Regions from separate parts of the Pelodiscus sinensis genome. Here region 2 is linked to region 1. A link is a contact called in public Hi-C data. All regions are on one chromosome and are shown on one strand. The core of a region is the stretch at or near the end of the contact, and the rest is flanking DNA. Distances in the headings are between cores, read along the strand shown. Region 1 holds the start of PSMA3 (proteasome 20S subunit alpha 3). Region 2 holds the start of TIMM9 (translocase of inner mitochondrial membrane 9).

The links. A called contact is a pair of places that touch in the nucleus more often than the background predicts.
Region 2: a Hi-C map of liver shows a contact between it and region 1, with 5 times the contacts expected there. The contact joins the promoter of TIMM9 here to the promoter of PSMA3 in region 1. A contact is called at or near these places in 2 of 5 Hi-C or Micro-C datasets (blood and liver).

Annotation. Positions count from the first base shown.
Region 1 is chr4:11,341,532-11,345,449 of ASM4963464v1, forward strand. It overlaps PSMA3 (proteasome 20S subunit alpha 3), which reads left to right and starts at 2,055. Exons shown (of 11, transcript XM_006135244.4): 1 at 2,055-2,210. The coding sequence starts at 2,190. It overlaps ARMH4 (armadillo like helical domain containing 4), which reads right to left and starts at 1,964. Exons shown (of 8, transcript XM_075926317.1): 1 at 1,802-1,964. It overlaps TRNAK-CUU (transfer RNA lysine (anticodon CUU)), which reads right to left and starts at 1,897; the gene lies at 1,825-1,897.
Region 2 is chr4:11,500,169-11,504,086 of ASM4963464v1, forward strand. TIMM9 (translocase of inner mitochondrial membrane 9) reads right to left here and starts at 1,793. Exons shown (of 5, transcript XM_006135249.4): 1 at 1,714-1,793. It overlaps KIAA0586 (KIAA0586 ortholog), which reads left to right and starts at 1,839. Exons shown (of 31, transcript XM_075926308.1): 1 at 1,839-2,373; 2 at 2,656-2,762; 3 at 2,981-3,327. The coding sequence starts at 3,018.

The sequences.
Region 1 (3,918 bases), core at 805-3,304:
ACTTCTGCCTAGTGTTAATCTGGAACATAGTAAGGCAGAGTTTCCTAAAACACTTGCATTTGGCTTGCCTTAACATTATAGAATAGCAACAACTATGAAAGCAGCCTGGTTAAACAATCCCCTCAGATAACCTTTTTAAAAATAAAGAATTAGTTTTCTTGTGCCACAGGGCCCAAAACTATTCCAAAAGCTAAAGGCACCTGCCAGTTTGTAGGATTGGGCCCCTGAACAAATACACCCTCACATGGGGCTCTCAGATATCACTCCTGGAGAAATTACGCACCACTGCAGAATTTGCGTTCCCTGCAGAAAATACATTTTGCCAGCGATACACTGCAATTACTTCTGCCCACCAGGGAGCAGTATCATGCTGGAACAGAGGGCAGCTGGAGCATGTGCAGGAGCAGCCAGTTACAGAGGGGGAGGAGAGGCTTCTTTCTTTACCCTGGCCGCACTGAGGAGACAGTTATGGGAATATGGGGGGAAGGAGGAGAGAAATCAGGGCACACGGGGTCGTTGGGGGAGTCACTTAAGCTGGAGTTCAGAAGGGCTAGCAGAGAACCAGGCTGGAGTAGAAGCATTGCATGGGGGGTGCAGGCACACATGGAGGGGGAGGAGGTGGTGGAGTGGGGGTGCAGGCACAAGGAGGGGGGGCAGGCACAAGGAGGAGATAGTGGAGTGGGGGAGCAGCTGGTGGAGAGTGGGGGCAGGCATAAGGAGGAGATGGAGTGGGGGTACAGGCACATGGGGGGGAGGTGGTGGAGTGGGGGTACAGGCACACGGGAGGAGGTGGTGGAGTGGGGGTACAGGCACACGGGGGAGGAGGTGGTGGAGTGGGGGTACAGGCACACGGGGGGAGGAGGTGGTGGAGTGGGGGTACAGGCACACAGGGGGGGAGGAGGTGGTGGAGTGGGGGTACAGGCACATGGGGGGAGGAGGTGGTGGAGTGGGGGTGCAGACACATGGAGGGGAAGTGGTGGAGTGGAGGTGCAGGCACATGGAGGGGGAGGAGGTGGTGGAGTGGGGGTACAGGCACACGGGGAGGAGGTGGTGGAGTGGGGCTACAGGCACACGGAGGGGTCGGAGGTGGTGGAGTGGGGGTGCAGACATGGAGGGGAGGTGCAGGCACACGGAGGGGGAGGAGGTGGTGGAGTGGGGGTACAGGCACACGGGGGGAGGTGGTGGAGTGGGGGTGCAGACACATGGAGGGGTCGGAGGTGGTGGAGTGGGGGTGCAGGCGCACATGGAGGGGGAGGAGGTGGAGGAGTGGGGGTGCAGGCGCACATGGAGGGGTCGGAGGTGGTGGAGTGGGGGTGCAGGCGCACATGGAGGGGTCGGAGGTGGTGGAGTGGGGGTGCAGGCGCACATGGAGGGGGAGGAGGGGGGGTGCAGGCGCACATGGAGGGGGAGGAGGTGGAGGAGTGGGGGTGCAGGCGCACATGGAGGGGGAGGAGGGGGGGTGCAGGAGGGGGAAGAGGCGGGGTGCAGGGACATATGCTGATAGGAGGAAGGGGGCTGAATGGGGTGCAGGAACACAAGGGGATTGGTGAATGCAGGACCTTACGAAGACAGGGGAAGGCAGGGGCTGAGTGGGGGTTCCCCACCCTTGGAGAGGGGCCCGGCTAGAGAGGCCCCTGCAGCGCTGCACGGTACTTCCTCCACCCCCCAGGTTCACCCTGCGGGGTTGTGTCTCGCTTTGCAAAGCGTATGGCCGAACCTGGCTCCTTCGCACGCAAACTGAGCTGTTGCCATCGCTGTTGGGGTAAAATTACAAGAACCAAGACAAGCCATCCATACTCACTAACAGTCGAAGAACAAAATCATCGCCCAACGTGGGGCTCGAACCCACGACCCTGGGATTAAGAGTCCCATGCTCTACCGACTGAGCTAGCCGGGCGTTGCACAATAGCTTCCTCCAGGGGCTATTCGAAATGTAGCCTGGAGCATGCGTAGAACTGATTATCTCGAGGCGCACTTACGAGACTCCTCCCCTCTCGAGTCACAGTCTCTGGCCGGCCGCGCCCTCGCGTCAGTGCCCCGTTGACGTTCACAAAGGAACCTTCTGTGGAAGCTGATTGGCTGTTGTGCGGACCAATGGGAACGCGCGCTGGCGCGCGCACAGCCCCGTGAACTCAGCGCAGCGTGTTGTGGGTCTGTCCGGCGTTCGTTCTCCGCACGGCTCCGCCGCCATGAGCTCCATCGGCACCGGGGTGAGTGCGCGTGCTCGCCGGGCCCGCCGCTGACAGAGTTTGCGGGGAGGGGGAGTCTGCGCGCGAGCCTTCCTCCCCCCCGCCCCCGCCCCCGCGGGGCGCGAGGCAGAGCGGCCGTTGTGCGCCGGGCCGCTCTGCTGAGTCACCTGGGCCCGCGCGACTGGGAAAGCGAAAGTGTAAGCGCGAGGCGGGGGCGGGGCACTAGGGGCCAAGGAAAGAGGAGGGGGTTTGGGGGAGGGGCACTAGGGGCCAAGGGGGGAGGGGCACCGGGGCCATGGAGAAAGGGGGGCTGGGGGAAGGGGCACTAGGGGCCAAGGGGGGAGGGGCACCGGGGCCAAGGAGAAATGGGGGGCTGGGGGAAGGGGCACTAGGAGGAAAGGGGGGCTGGGGAAAGGGGCACTAGAGGGAAAGGGGGGCTGGGGGAAGGGGCACTAGAGGGAAAGGGGGGCTGGGGGAAGGGGCACTAGGGGCCAAGGGGAAAGGGGGGGTTGGGTGGGAGGTGCCCTAGGGGCCATGGGGAAAGGGGCACTAGGGGCCAAGGAGAAAGGAGGGGCTGGGGTAGGGTTGCCAGATGGTTTCAACAAAAATACTGGACACACTTGACATTACATCACAATCTACATTACATCTTATTTAGAAAATACCAGACACTTATATTTTCTCGTTTCTATTTTCTCAATTTGTTTCCTGAACGGAAAGCTCTAGGGGCACTAGACCAATAGGCTCTCAGTTTTTTGGTTGTTGTCTTTTAAGGTTCCCAAAATATGTTATACGACAATTCAACATTTCTCCTGGAGTTAGAGGGTGCTGGAGCTCAGGGCTTCAGCCCCACCAGGTTTGTGGATCTCCTGAAACGATTCATGGACCCCCCCCAGTTGAAAACTGAGGAGCTGGGGGGCTATAGGAAGTGAAGTGAATGGGTATGTGGGAAGGATTTGGGGCTCTAGGAAGAGGGAATGGGGTTCTCTGTCCAGCCGCAGACCACTGATGTACTCTTCTCAGCGTATGGATGTTCTCTGCCCCATGACACCTACTCCCCCAATCTCTGCTGTGTTTTTTAAAAGGGGCATCTCATCTGCAGGGAGAGATTCAGGATGCCCTTCTCTGAGTTCAGGTGCATGTTGTCAGTGACCTGGGGATGAATTCTCTGCAGTGGCTGGGCACTTGCCATTCAACTTAGGGATATGCATGGTTAACTAGTTACCTAGTAAACATTCACCTTACCGGTATACTTACTGGGGTAACCAGTTAACTGGGGCCCAATCAGAGCTGGCTGACCCCCAGTCTGAAGCACAGAGCAGCCTGGCTGGGTTCACTGTGCTACATGGCAAGTGAGGGCCTAGCCTGGCTTAGCTGAGCTGGTAACAACTGCGCCTTCTGCACCACTGGCTGATTAACCCATTAAACACAGTTTAACCAGTTAACATTTTAAATGGGAGTTTACATCCCTAATTTATAGAGCAAGGATGGGCAATAATTTTCGATGGGGGGCCACTCTGAGAATTTGGTAAGTGGTCAGGGGCTGCACTTTTCTATGATCTTAACAGGGAAGTGCAGGGTCTGGGATGGAGTTTGGCTACAGGAAGAAGTTCTGGGTAGTAGGAGATTGTGACCTGGGGCTAGGGTGCAGAGAGCTTGGGTGCAGGAGGGAGCTGTGACCTGGGGTTGGGGTACAGGAAGGGGTGTCAGGTGCAGGCTCTGTCCGGAA
Region 2 (3,918 bases), core at 543-3,042, 160 kb after region 1:
TCTTTCAAATGTTGCACAATAACCAGCATCAAACAATGCACACACTACTTTTTTACTTCCTACCTGGAGCAGATTATATTAATAGTATCTTTTCTAGGCCTCCAGATACCCTGGTTTACTATACGGCCAGATTTCTTCAGAAGGTATAAACAGTTATGTAATGTGGTGCCTACATAAAAACTATATTCATACATGACTGCATTGGGGAAAAAAGCTTCTGAGTGGATGCATCTCAACCATATTTGTTGCATATAAGTCTCATGAAAGTAGGTTACAACCGCAGTTGTAATTGTGTAGAGCCTAAACAATAACTGCAAATAAGTGTTGTGAAGTATCATTGTGGTCCCTGGAGCTTTCAAAGTTGAGTAGCCCTGGCCTGGTGGATAACGCACAGGACCTGTACTATGGAGACATGGGTTCCATTTTTAGGTCTGCCATTACATTGGTGGATGATACTGATAAATGATTTTACCTCCCAATGCCTCATTTTCCCTGTCTGTAAAATAGGGACAAAAATACTCTGACTTTCTCTCTGCTTTGAAATCTATGGATGAAAATCACAAAGTATGAGCTAAATATTAGTGAAAACTGCTGTATGAAGCCATAGCAATGCCTGGTCAAATAGAGACTTAATATCAGAGACAGATTTTTTTGCTATAGATACTTAAGGATTGAAATCTTCCTATTTTAAGAGCTCTTTGAATTAAAGTCTGCAGGCAACAGAACCTCACCCACATACTCCTGACATATAAAATATATGAACTTCTTTAGGAAATTATTAAAGTATCATAAAATAAATAACCATGAGATACAATACTGTACTTTGGACAAATACTCTGGGCTGTTATGAGAAAGGTCAAATTACATGATCACAGTGATTTCTTCTGGCTTTAGAATATATTAAAAACAATGCTGCTACTATCCTATTTATATAGGGTGAATGACCTTCACAGTAGGTTATCACAAAGCTCTTACAGTTCTTCAGCTATCTTGTGCTTATCTCATGATATCTCACGCTACTGTGGGGGTCTTTAGCCTATGGAATGTAACAGTCTAATCTTCAACGGGCTGTAGTATTTTGGTCAAGTTTAGTGTGTGGGTGTTATAGGTGGCCTATGACATACAGGAGGTCATGTTAAGTGATGGAGTGGTCTTACTCTACGACAATGGATATATTTACAGCAATTCTTCAAAATGCTAAATCTATTTCAGGGAATCAGGTCGCTCCGTGGCACCTGAGCATCTGCCACATAAAATTGCTAGCAACGGCAAAGTCTTTTTAGGTCTCCATGTTGCGTCTTCTTTTTCAGGCAGAAAAGTCTAATCTGTACAAGATCCCCTGGCGTGCCACTCCGTTCCCTCGACAGCCTGAGTAGCCCTGAACCGTGCACCTGGGCTGCAACCACGAGGCGACGGGCCCCGGGAGTCTCGGCAGAGCTAGAAACACGCGAGGAGGCGGCAGGGAACGGGTCTAACAGCGTCCTGCTCCCCACAGCCTCTCCTGACAGTTAGCCCCCAGCCAGGGAGCAGCAGCACCGCCCCACCACACAGGGGAAACTGAGGCACCCCCACCCCGGTCACACAGGCCCAGGGAGGGAACCCAGGCGGATTCGCTTGACCTTGGCGTCCCGAGGCTGCCCGGGTGCAGGGCCCCACCCAGGGCGCTCACGGCCCGCCCCCGCCTAGGGAATCGGGGCTCGCTCCGCTACTCACCCGCTCTACACTCAGCGCCTGTCCACCACCCCGAACACGTGGGGAACCGGCAGCTTCAGCTCCTCCTTCCGCCCCGTAAATTCGCTACGTTTTGCCCCGCCCTTCGCGTGGACACGAATCGGCACATAGGGGTCCGCCGATAGATTTACCTCGTCCCGTGGAGCAAGGGGGTGTCGCTCTGTAAAGTGTCCCCCTTGCTCCGGAAGTGCCTCGGGGGGCCACAATAAGGAGGCGCGGCCTTTCCGGAACAAGCTGCGCCCGGAGTACAGAGCTGAGACATAGGCGGCTTTTACAGCATTAACGCGGAGGGCGGTTGATTGTATCGCGGACAATAAGGAAGGGGGACCACGTAGCGCTAGAGAACAGTCTTCCCGTGAGAGGCGGCTTTACGCATGCGCAGTGGACATGCGTCTCGCGCGAGCGGATCCCACCGCGCATGCGTTTGGATGGGCGGGGTGGGGAGCGGTGCCTGGCAGCCTGCAGTCGCGCATGGGCGCGCGGTGCGGCCTGGGAAAGGATCGGGCGGGGTGGTGCCGCTGAGGTGGAAGCGGCGGGCGTTGTCGATGTAGCTGGTGTTGTTACCTTGGTAACCAGCATTTCCGGGGGCTGCGGGAAAGGGTTTGAATGAGGGTGTGCTGCAGCTTCCGGGGGAAAAGAGCGGTGGGTGTGAGGGGCAGAAAGGGAGTGAGCCTGTGCCCTGCTGGTGGGGGGAGCCGTGGGGGGTTGTGCACTCTGTGCCCGGGGGGGGGGGTTAGGAGAGGGAGGGGGCGTGACCCTGTGCCCTGGCAGGAGATAGTGGGGGTGGGAGGGGAGCCTGCGGGGGGGGGGGAGCAGTTGGGGGGGGACATGCGCGGGAATTTGCGCCCTGGCGTGGGGAGAAGGGCGTCCCAATTCTCAACATGTAAGTTGCATCCTGTTCTCACTTTATCGCTATTGCTGCAGGTTGGCGCTGCACCAAATGACGGTGGCTTTAGGCATATCGGAGCCAGTTGGGATAGATAGTCCCTGCTCCCTCCCGTAGTAAAACGGCGAGGGCTGAGACGCAGGAGGTAACTAGTTGCATATATTGGCTTAGATCGCGTGGTAATTTGTCAGAGCCTGACAGCCTGGTAAATATCTCTCACACTGCTCTCCTCCACCTCAGTTCTTATTTCTTTAATCCTAGTTATTGTGATGTGGGTGCCCCATCCATAATACTGTAAATGCATGGTCATGAATAAACTGCCACTTTTAATTTGATAATCATGTTATTAAATTCCATTAATAGGTTGATTGAGGGTTGAAAGCTGCATTGTGGGCTCTTCATGGAGGGGGAAAGTAATTCCAGTATCAGCCTGGACTCTATGGCTAGTGTCACAGCTGGCGACGTACTTATCCGCTCCACTAGTCTCCACACAAAAGAAAAACACACTGGCACTTGGACAGCAGCTACTGACTGCAGTAAAAAAAGAGTTAAAATTTCAGTAAAGAAGCTTCGTGAAGTGTCTTCTCCCTACCAGGCAGATGGTGCAGCTTTGATAAAAGACAAAACATCATATATTCCTCCAGCATTGTCAGCAAACAAATTTCAGCTGAATAGATCAACTGTCACTGCTTCCAACAGCATTACACAAAGTATGTGGTCAAACTCCTTTTCTCTGGGGTAATTTGTCTAATCAAATTATTTTCCTAGCATGTCATTTATGGACATATTTATATTAGGAATGTTCTTTGTAAAGATGTATATCAATTCACTATACTGTTTTTAGGGGATGTTAAAATGCGGCCATTTGTATAAATGTGTAACTGCTGTACTTCTGCAAGTCTGTTGCAAGTCCTTCTGTAGCACTGTATTGGAGGAAAGATCTCAAGCGTTAGCTTTCTCTGTCTCTTTAAAAATGATAGATTAATTTGTTCTGAGACAGAATTAATAGATTTCCCAGTGTATGACAACCAAACCCTACTGAGATTAGAAAGAATATTTACTGTCAGTTTAGAGAGTAATAGAAAGGTGCTAGATATTAAATGCTTGATGTGGATACAGGCAGTACTCGGGTTACGTACAAGATAGGGGCTACGTCTACACTGGCCACAATTTCCAGAAAAGGGATGCAAATCTACTTCGAAGTAGGAATAAGAGATCCTCTGGAAAAGGGCTTTATTCCGGAGGATCGCGCCAGTCTAGATGCTTTTTTTCCGGCTTTTCCCCAAGCCGGAAAAAAAGCG